Linked DNA regions of Mus musculus: regions 2 and 3 are each linked to region 1. The links are chromatin contacts, called in public Hi-C and Micro-C maps. All regions are on one chromosome and are shown on one strand. The core of a region is the stretch at or near the end of the contact, and the rest is flanking DNA. Distances in the headings are between cores, read along the strand shown.

Region 1 (3,164 bases), core at 163-2,662:
GTACTCAATTTGCATAGTTTAGGCCCTGATTTTTTCCCAGTTAATGCTTCAATTTCTTCACCCCAAAGCTTTTCATTTCTCTAGCCAGAATAAAAATGTGAGCAAGAGTAAAGTGGGGACCGAAAGGCCAGGCAGTGGTGGGTGGGAAGCATGCCTGGGCACTTAAAGACCAACTAGGCTCGTCTAGTGTCCCTCAGCTGTCTGGGGACAGTATAGCTGAAAGAATAAAAGAGGTAATTCCCAGAGTTCTGTAGCCCCACTAGCTCCAAGGAATCTTTGGAAAGCTAACCTCATAGGGTCCCAGACTGCCTTTGTTCTATTCTGAGGTCCTCCCCCTGCCCCCCCCCCCCCCATATCCTGAGTCCCTTGTCTGGAAAAGCCCTGGGTCAGCAGGTTCTGCTCAGACCCTTTTGCAGAGCTTGGGTGGGAACTGTAAAGTCCTGCAGATAAGAAGGGCCCCCACCCTAGATTTCGGCTTTTGTCAGAGCGTTCCTCTCCCTGCCTTTGCCCATCACCCTGCCTCTCTGGGTTCTCCAGAACGGGCGCCACAAGGCCAGTGGTAGCCCTCTGGTGCCCAGAAACTCAAGGACAGGTTAGAGGACACCGCATAAGTGTGCCCTCGCTCTTGAGAGAGGGGCTGGACTCCTGCTGTCCAAGCTGCTGTGAAAATCACCTCCAGTGTTAAGAATTGCCTCTCTAGAGCTCACAGAACTAAATGACCCACTCCCCAGCGGGCTGTCTGGCTGTACAGAGAATTCAAGAAGCCCCTCACAAATGCCACTTGCCTGAACCTCACCAGCCCCAGCCTCTTTGGAGGTACCTTCTTTCTGGTCACTGCTACCAAATCCAAGGGTATATTCAATTTCTGCCGTTTTCTCCTTCAGGCCGTCCTTTTCTCTGTCCCTTGCGGAGACTTGCCCCTACCTCCTACCCACACCCATGTATCTTCAGCAATATTCTTGATTTTTTTTTTCAATAACAGTCCATGTGCAAAAGGATCAGTCTGGCAGGAGTCTGACTCCTCACTCCCAACTTCACAGACAGGCCCGGCTAGAAGGGGCCCCTCACCCACCCATCTACAGCCCTCTGGGAAAGAACTTTCTCTTTTCCCTGGGAGGCAGCCAAGTCCCATCACACTCCTCACCTGGGGAGGCCTTGGCTCCAAACACTTTGCCCAGGAGGAATTATTTTATAGAAGTGACTCTTCCCATCCTCCGCCATCAAAGCCCCAAGCCCAGACTTCCTTCTGCCCTACAACCAATACAGTCTAAAGCAATCTGAAAATGGACTTGCCGATAGAAGGTGGAAGGGGCGCAACTGGCAGCTGTGTCCAAAGGAAGAGCCCGCCCGATGGCGATGGGGTATGGGCAGTGCCCCAGGCTGGCTGTGGCTGGCAGGGACACTGTCGAAGAGATGGCGCTCCCTCAGACCCAGGGAGCCAAGAGCCCTTTATAGCCTGAAACCTGCCCTGGCACCGCCCACTGGGCGGCTGCAACAAGGGCCTGCAATGAGGGGTGTCCCTGGGAGCTGGGGGGGCATTGCTCCTAGGACTTCAGGACCAGGCCCCATGCACAATGGTCTGGGAGACAACCACCCTAGGCAACTCTACGTCCTGGTATGTATGTGACTCTCTCTCTCTCTCTCTCTCTCTCTCTCTCTGTGTGTGTGTGTGTGTGTGTGTGTGTGTGTGTGTGTGTGTGTGTGTACTCCCACACACGCGCACTCCTGCTTAAACGTCCATTCAAAGACCTCAGCTCTCTTTCCCCTGTGTTCTTTCTCTGGCAGCAGTTTTGAAAGGATGGGGACAGCAGTGTGTTTCTGCTCAGTTTATCAAGTTACACTTGGTGACAAAGGACTGAAGGACAATCAGGATCCAGGGAGAAAAAAAGAAAGCGTGACAGGGAACCCAGAGCCTTTGTGGAAGGTAAAAACACTACAGAAAAGGGCTGGGCAGAGCTTGAAGTGAACCAGCCTGCACACTGCTTGGTGTCACAATCTGCCTCCTCCACCCTCTTCTGGAGTTTCGGAAATCCTGGGCAATCTCAGAAAATACAAGCGTGTTGATTTGTAAATAGAACACTGCTCATCTGGCATAATTGAATTAGACAAACTAGAGTGCAGTCTCCTCCCTCCTGGGCTGTCAGGACTCCCATCTCCTTTCCAGTCCCTACGCCAGGGAAGCATCGTCTCAGAGGTCATTCAGAAGGAAAAGGACCCTCTGTCCCCCATCACAGCCCGGCTAGCCAGCTCTCTTTAGGGGAACAGTGGGGACAGGCATGGGATGGACTCTCCCTGCTAATCCAGCTTCCATCTTTTGCCAGGATGGCTTAATGGACAGAGATGGCCTATCAGGGCTGGTTTGTGACAAAGGAGGGCACAGAGGAGCACTGGATTGCTTCTCATTGGGGACAGGGGATAGAGTGGCAGCCAGATGCAGCCAGCCAGCTTAGGAGAAAAACAACAGAAAGACAAGCAAGACCCTCCTGCTTCCCCAGCCTGTGGGGTTCTGTTCCAAAGCTGCTGCCAGACAAGCTAACCCTTGCCCCAGGCTAGGCTGGAGATCTAGTTGGCAGATTCCTCAAGTTAAAAATGCCACAGGTTACTTCCTCTTGCCTGTGACCTCTATTCTCTCTCTCTCTCTCTCTCTCTCTCTCTCTCTCTCTCTGTCTGACTCTTTGTATCTCTGTGTCTCTGTCTGTTTTTCTGTCTGTCCATTTCTCTGTCTGTCTGTCTCTCTAAATCTGTCTGTCTGTCTCTGTCTCTGTCTGTTTCTCTCTGTCTCTCTGTCTCTTTGTGTCTCTATCTGTTTCTTTATCTCCTATCTGTCTGTCTCTGTCTGACTCTGTCTCTCTCTCTGCCTCTCTCTCTCTCTCTCTGCCTGTCTCTCTCTTTCTGCCTCTCTCTCTGTCTCTCTCTCTCCACCTCTCCCCCCCCTCCCCCCAAGGAGAAGGGAGAGCAGGATCGCAGACCTTGTAGTAACTTAAGCTCTCCCATCCCAGCTCCAAGCTCAGACCAAGGCTGGAGCTTTACCTAATCCCCCTCAGACACTGGTATGGTGGCGAAAGATAAGAGGGACCATACTTAGTAACTCTCCCCATTATGACTACACTTGCTACATCAAGACCATTTTAATAATGCCTGTGATTCCTCCAAGGCCCTACCCA
Region 2 (3,284 bases), core at 433-2,932, 180 kb after region 1:
AGAACAAACAAACAAACAAACAAAACCCAAAGCCATGACTCATGTGCTCTTGGTGAGTTTTAAGTGGAGCATTGTCTATGTCAAAAGACCACTTGATTTTCCAGTGTGCTTTCAGTCCTCCCCAGAGTTCTAGGGAGAAAAAACAGGACTATAGGTTGACTTCAATCATGTGGTTAATTTTTTAAAACACATGTGCCTATGCAGGGAAACCCAAAGAGGAATTATGGACTCTGAGGTTCAGTGTGGCTTCCTAGCTAGTAAAACATTGAATGCTGAAGGAAGAGCTAGCTCCATAAAGCAAGTCCAAGGAAGAGCTACACACACCTTCACCTAATCAGGTCTTTGTACTTTCTCTGTTGGCCTACTTCTAAGTTGTAGTCTCTATGAGAAAGCTGTAATTCTAAGCAGTACAGAACTTCCAGTGTGTTCCAAGAGCTTATTAAACTTGGGAGGCTTTCAGGGAATCCTTGCAATTGTGGTCAGCTGGAAGGAGCATGGGTGAATGCGGGAGGACTGACTTACTACTAGAGTGTAAAGCCAGGCAGTCCTGAAAAATTGTCCTTGGTCTGTGGGGTGTGTGTTAGCTTTTACAGCTGTGTGTTAACTCTTGCTGCTGTCTAGGGTGTGTGTTAACTTCTGCTAAATTGCACTTCCTGGTGAGCCACCCAGCTTCATTAAGAGATTTCTTGTTAGAACACAGATACTATCCCGATTAGGCACAGAACATTTGGATACCATGTTCATGTTTAACATTGAGATTGTAACCACAGTTCTTCTAGCAAAAGCAATATGAAAACAGACTTGGAAACAAGCAGACAACAGCATTTCCTCCAACGAACGAAAATGCTTAAAGATTTCGCTGCCAGAGATCATTTTTGAGATGTTACAGGAAGTGGGTCTCTGTCTTTCCTAAAGGAACTTAGTGTTTCCTCATGCCTTTTAATTCTCACTCTTCATTTCATGCATTGTTTTAGAATTAGTTGGGATTGAGAGTAGATTAGTTGGGGAGAATTTGAATGTCAGGTATTACTACAATGACCCACACCCATGTTAAATGCTCTAAGTGGGGCACTGGGCCCCCTCCTCATCCATGGCTAGTAAGTTTATTTTTAGAAGTCAGGTGCTGCATTTGAGCATGAAACTAGCACAGGGCTTCATTTGAGATGACAGTTTATTTTTTTCTCTTTTTTCCTTCCTACATCAGGCAAATAAAAACAAATAAATAAAGAACAACATAAAAACACCGACAAGAAGATAAAAATCTCTGCCAGCAATCCAAATGTTCTGGGCTGGAAGCTTTTAGTGAGGGGCCAGAGGTGGCTGAGCAGTGCAGGTGCCCTGGAGAGGTGGGAGACATTAGCTCTTCAGACACTCCTGGAAGAGGCAATAGCACTTAGGAAGCATTTAGGGTTGAAGAAAAAGGTATACAAGCAATTTCTTCCCACAACAGACTGGTCCTTTTTAAGGACAACCTTAAGTAGTAGGAAGCATAGGAGATGAATGAGCAATTCAAGTATTAAAGGCACTTCTGTCTTTAAAATGGTCCTTGCTGAAAAAGCCCTCAAAAATGCTTTTGTAGGGGAGAGTGGAGAACCTCGCCCTTCTTCCTGGTTAGTTGCCAGAACAGGGGATTAAGCTACATCTTGTTTCCATCCATTGACAGGAGACATCTGACTGAGACTCCAGTGAGTCAGAGGGAAGGGCAGGCCTCAGGCAGTCTGATTGCTGGGATTAGGTAAACACAACACTAGGGAGCTACATTTCCTTAAAAAGTGCATTATTCAGAATGAGAGGACAGAAAGGATGTCAGGGCATTACACACATTTTATTGATGCTACAGAAAAGTGAAGAATGCTTTCTTTGTGCTTGGTCCCTTATATAAAATACTTGGTGTTATTTATAATGTAAGGGAGGACAGCATGGCCACCAACAGTCTGGGGTCACAAAGGCCTGAGGACATTTACCTACTCAGTTTCTTTATGGTGCATGTATTCAACCAACTCGAGGAACTCTGGTTTCTATAATGAGACTGCAGAACATGCTCATTCTTAAGTCTTCGGGGCCCTCCTCGCTAATCCAGTGTGTTGCAGGCCTCAGAACCTGTGTAAGGATTCTTCATCATTTCGGATACATTCATGCAAAATGTTCCTAACTAGAACAGAGGAAATCTGGTATCTTCAGAAATTTGAATGTTTCTGTTTGCTAATAATTTAGTGAAAGAGTATACATGTGTCTTCACATGATAGCTTAAGTTAAAATTTGGCTGCATCAAAAAATACTGTATAAAGATTCCTTTAGCTTCTACATAAGGTGCCCATGAAACAAATCAATATTGTGTTTAGACTTAGCTCTCACTCCTAAAACAGATCATCATATTACAAGCACTTCAACACTAAAACCAGAAACAGTTCTTTCTGGTCCAGGAGATACTTACAACTTATACTAGAAAAAATACTTGTTGTTTATTTGAAATTCAAACTTGACCCAGATGGCCTGTTGGCTTTAACTGATAACCCTACTTATAACTAGCTCTGTTTCAGGTCCAACACTCACTTCTGCATTTTTCTTAATTTTCACAGTGGTATTTGAAAACTGAAATACTGTCATGTCAATCTCATATGTAAAGTGACAGTTCTCAGTGTCTTAGAATCCAGTACCCAGTTCATACTAAGTCTTACAAGATTTATAATAACTAAGGGTTGTATCACCTCCTCCAGCTACCTGACTTCATTTTAGTCATCTTGTAGCTATAACAAACTTGTCTAATATAGTAAGCTTTTATTTTCCTCTCAGTTTGTTCATACCACTGCCCATCAGTCTTTTGCCCATCAAATTCCCCAAAGAACCTCCTTCTAGGTAAACGGATAACGACAGTCATCTAGTATAACTACACATTCTATCCCAGCCCATGCAGAGCACTAAGTTAATAGAAGGTCTAAGGCAGAGACGGAGACTTAAAAATTCACCAGATACTCAATGATTAAACCCAGAATCATTCCTGTCTAAAAGAACGGCAGGGACAAAAATGGAGAAGATACTGAGGAAAAAGAGGTCCAGTGACTGGCCCAACTTAGGATCCATCTCAAGGGGAAACTCCAAGGCCTGACAGTGTTACTGATGCTGTGGTGTGCTTACAGACAGGAGCCTAGCATGGCTGCCCTCCAAGAGGCCCAACAAGCAGCTGAAAGAATCAGATGCAGATACTTACTCCCAGCCAAAGGACAGAAGCCAGAGACCCCTGTGGTTGAATTGAGGGAAAGGCTGGAAGAAGCTTAGAGGATGGT
Region 3 (3,436 bases), core at 164-2,663, 200 kb after region 1:
TTGGTATTCTGCTTATTTAATCATAAGCCTACTGATATTCCAACACTTTGCCTGAAGTTCATATTTTCTCAAAAAATTTACAATATCTGTAATTAGATGATAAGTCCAACATCAGTGCTACACAGCCAGTACCTTAAAAGAATCATTGTTTTTCTTTTAAAAATGTTCAGTATTTTTTGGTTCTTGTTTGTTTGTTTGTTTTTTAAAGACAGATTCTTACTCAGTAGCCCAAGCTGGCCTCAAATTTCCCCCAAGGTTTCTGCCTCAGCCTTCTGGGCAGTAGGATCGCAGGTGCACAGCATTACACAGGGTCTAACTAGACAGCACTGTCTCCCTACACAGCCCAGACTGGCCGCCAACTGATCAGCCTCTTCCTTCAGTCTCCTGCTTGTTGGCATTACAGCATGTGGCAACACATTTGATTCAGAATCTTTTAAATGGATCAGTTTATATCAAATCAAGGGTGGGAGACAGGTGTGTAGGCGTCATTTAGAGAAAGTCTTCCTAGTTAACACTTTCCTGTTTCTGAGTAGGAAGCAGTCAGTACTTTCCATCACCACTTGGCAAACATTTATGCTTTCATAAAAATACTATGTGTCTTTTAAACTAAAATTGACAATAAAATATGAAAAGTGAACCACTAATGAGTGCACATATATAAACATGTGCTAGAACACTGGCTTTAGCCGTCTTCTCTATTTTACCATGTGCAAACAAGATTACTTTAATGGTCGGGTTAAAAAAAAAAATCAATGCTACTTCCAGCACAGTTCCTCACTTGCACTAAGTGCTCAGCAAGTGCAATACATTTATAATTATTATTCCTGTGGTGCTAAATATAGCACTAGGTATATGTGCTTAAAATGTTTTATGGATTCAAAATATTTTATTGCTCATGTCTTCTACAGGGTCACATGAATTTCTACTTTTAAACCAAGTAATTCTGTCTGTGGGGGAAACAGTGAGAGAGCACTTCCTTCTGAAGCAAATCAGGGGAAGCAAGCAATTAAATGCTAAATTGAGCAGAGTAAACGCTAAGCCCTATCTGATTTTAGAAGAAAGGGTTACAAGGCTAAACTAGTTACAGAAGCTTCCCAGGAGTGGTGGGGAGCTGGGCGAGCCTAAGCACAGTCCCAGCACAGCAAATGGACATCGTCTTCACTGACTCACGAGTCAAAATGAAAGGACCACACAGTATTCTACAAAGAGCAACAATTCCTGCACTCCGGCTCCCACAGAATGAGTCCTCCCAGCAAAACACAAAAACTTCCTTTCTCTCGCCATAACTCCTGTTCAGGTTACAGGGCAATTTCATTCAGCCTGCCCATTAACACAGAAATGTGTTTGAAGGTATTCAGTCTCTGTCCATTTCACCAGATGGCAACCTAGATGTCAACAAATCAGACTCAAATATTAATGAGCAAAAGGTCATGATGAGGTAATCTCCGAGGTTCTACTGGTTCCTGTTCTCTGACCCTATCCAATTCCCCCTGCCCTTTCTTCATGCCTTTTTCTCCATACACTTACAATCATGGGCTCATTTTCAAGACACACCCTCTGGACTGTAATTTCACTTAAAGTGTGTTTTAAGTGGAGGACTCCCAGATGCCAGACAGCAACCCAAGGGTAATCAGCAGATATAAGAGTTCCAAATAAAAGGGAGACCCTCTAAACCCAAATCTGATTTTGAAATTTGATTTTTAACTACTAGGACATGGGAAAGGGGAGGAAAAAGGAAACCCCTCTTTCAAACTTTCCAATAAGCTATTTAATAAAGTGACAAAGCAGAGCATATTAAAATATTAACCAAAGCTTCCAGGAAAACCTGTATAATCCCAATTGTTTATTCAAGACCTTTACAAACCTCATAAAAAATTAAGTGGGTTTGGAAAAAACACACTACAGCCATAGGAGAAAGTTTACAAAATACAATGGTGCCGACGCCTGCCTGTCTGCCAGCCAGTCCCTTTAATTCCAATGCAGACTTATTACTCAGTTCCTAACTGTCAGTCCCTAAGTAAGAGTACTGTCCCTCCCAAACACCTCATTAGCTGCCTTGCCTTCTTGCTTTCTTGAGCTAATGCATCCTGTAGGTGTTCTGCTTCTTATTCTCTGCCAGTAACAAATGCTTCATTTCAGAACACCTAAAACCTTGAGAAGACTCTCACAGGAAACTCGTTTAAAAACCCTTATGTGAATTTAATCAGATTTTTAATTAATTTGGGAGAAAAGTACATGAACAGCATGTCCATTTATGAGAATCAGTAGTAAAATAAGACAGGCCTGAGGAGAAGCTAGACTCTGTCTGGTTCACATCAACCTTGGATCAAATCTTGGCCATTCACTCGCATAACCATAATAGCACTAGTTAATCTGGTTGGACACAGCTTCCTCACAAGTAAACAGGGATAATAATTCCAGTCTTGACTGTGTGTATGAATGAAAACGGAATCCAGAGCTGCTCAGCCTGCAACAGGGGGATGGGACAGCTACTTTGTTACAAGACACTCTTACAACTTAAATAATAATCACCCACAGTTTAAGGAAAATTTAAAGTGAAATTGCTTGAGTTTCCCAGGCAGAATTAAATACTCCACATCTCATTAAAACATAGGTATAGAAAAATACAACATAAAATGTCAGCATGAACTCAGCTCATCAATAATCTTCTGGCACTAAAAAATTCATTCTTGAGTTCATTAGATTATAGGAAACAGAAATGCAAAAATCACACTGTTTGGGAAGAAAAATATTCATAAGTCATTTATATCTCAAATAAACACGTATATTCTCTCCACTCCTCTCATTTCCCCTCTGAATAGCTTGAGGAGGGAGCTATAAAGAGGGGCTCCTTTGGGCCTGGTACAAAGGCTTCAGAACATGTCAAAAGTTAGAGAGTAGAAAGCCAAAAGACTGCCTTGTTCACTAGGAATGTGATACCACACAACTAGGTAAAGTGTAATGAAGCCAACAGCCAATGAAATCAACACTAACCTGCCATCTATCTGGCTAATAGTCTTCAAAGCACCTTTCCTCCAGTACTTCCAAAAGCAGAGACCCAGAAAAGGACAAAAAGCTTCAAAATGAAGACCAACGAAACCAGAGACAAAGCCAGAAGCTCAGTGGAAGAAAGTTTGCCCAGAATTCTGAATATGGAACAAGAGACATGCTTCAAAAAGCACTCTACTATTCATACACAGTTCTGGATGATCCCAATAATCAGAAGCATGGCAGGTCTATATACTTCGCACTTTCTCCTCTTTCATCATAGGATTGTTTCATTGATTTCCATCTACTAGGCTTCTTTCTTATCTAAACATGCAGAGTTGAAAGGTGAAGGGCAAATCAAGCTAAGCATCATTGCCAAGAGATTCTACTTGGAATAAGTCAGTGAAGATCTTACCCATCTGTGGTCAGGGAAGGGGGTGTGCTGGAT

The links. A called contact is a pair of places that touch in the nucleus more often than the background predicts.
Region 2: a contact with region 1 is called in a Micro-C map of the HL-1 cell line, with 4 times the contacts expected there. The contact joins the enhancer-like site here to the promoter of Cyp26b1 in region 1. A contact is called at or near these places in 8 of 39 promoter capture datasets (the 3T3-L1 cell line, 3T3-L1-derived adipocytes, the HPC-7 cell line and 4 more), 3 of 484 Hi-C or Micro-C datasets (the HL-1 cell line, the N1E-115 cell line and nephron progenitors), 2 of 115 datasets of contacts at active chromatin or transcription factors (pancreatic cancer cells and stem cell-derived neural progenitor cells) and 3 of 9 other capture datasets (adipose tissue, liver and macrophages).
Region 3: a Hi-C map of the N1E-115 cell line shows a contact between it and region 1, with 10 times the contacts expected there. The contact joins the enhancer-like site here to the promoter of Cyp26b1 in region 1. A contact is called at or near these places in 11 of 39 promoter capture datasets (the 3T3-L1 cell line, 3T3-L1-derived adipocytes, the HPC-7 cell line and 8 more), 2 of 484 Hi-C or Micro-C datasets (the N1E-115 cell line and nephron progenitors), 3 of 115 datasets of contacts at active chromatin or transcription factors (bone marrow-derived macrophages, embryonic hindbrain and stem cell-derived neural progenitor cells) and 3 of 9 other capture datasets (embryonic stem cells, liver and macrophages).

Annotation. Positions count from the first base shown.
Region 1 is chr6:84,592,496-84,595,659 of GRCm38.p6, forward strand. Cyp26b1 (cytochrome P450, family 26, subfamily b, polypeptide 1) reads right to left here and starts at 1,413. Exons shown (of 7, transcript NM_001177713.1): 1 at 1,294-1,413.
Region 2 is chr6:84,774,414-84,777,697 of GRCm38.p6, forward strand. The region is part of intron 19 of Exoc6b (exocyst complex component 6B); the gene reads right to left. Among named protein-coding and RNA genes, the nearest start is that of Cyp26b1, 180 kb to the left of the region's middle. Within about 2 kb of position 1,683, at least 32 of the 459 cell types and tissues checked have an H3K27ac peak or open chromatin away from gene starts, as enhancers often do. A contact at or near this core is called in the HL-1 cell line, the N1E-115 cell line and pancreatic cancer cells, where this site is marked.
Region 3 is chr6:84,795,083-84,798,518 of GRCm38.p6, forward strand. The region is part of intron 18 of Exoc6b (exocyst complex component 6B); the gene reads right to left. Among named protein-coding and RNA genes, the nearest start is that of Cyp26b1, 200 kb to the left of the region's middle. Within about 2 kb of position 1,414, at least 7 of the 459 cell types and tissues checked have an H3K27ac peak or open chromatin away from gene starts, as enhancers often do. A contact at or near this core is called in the N1E-115 cell line, where this site is marked.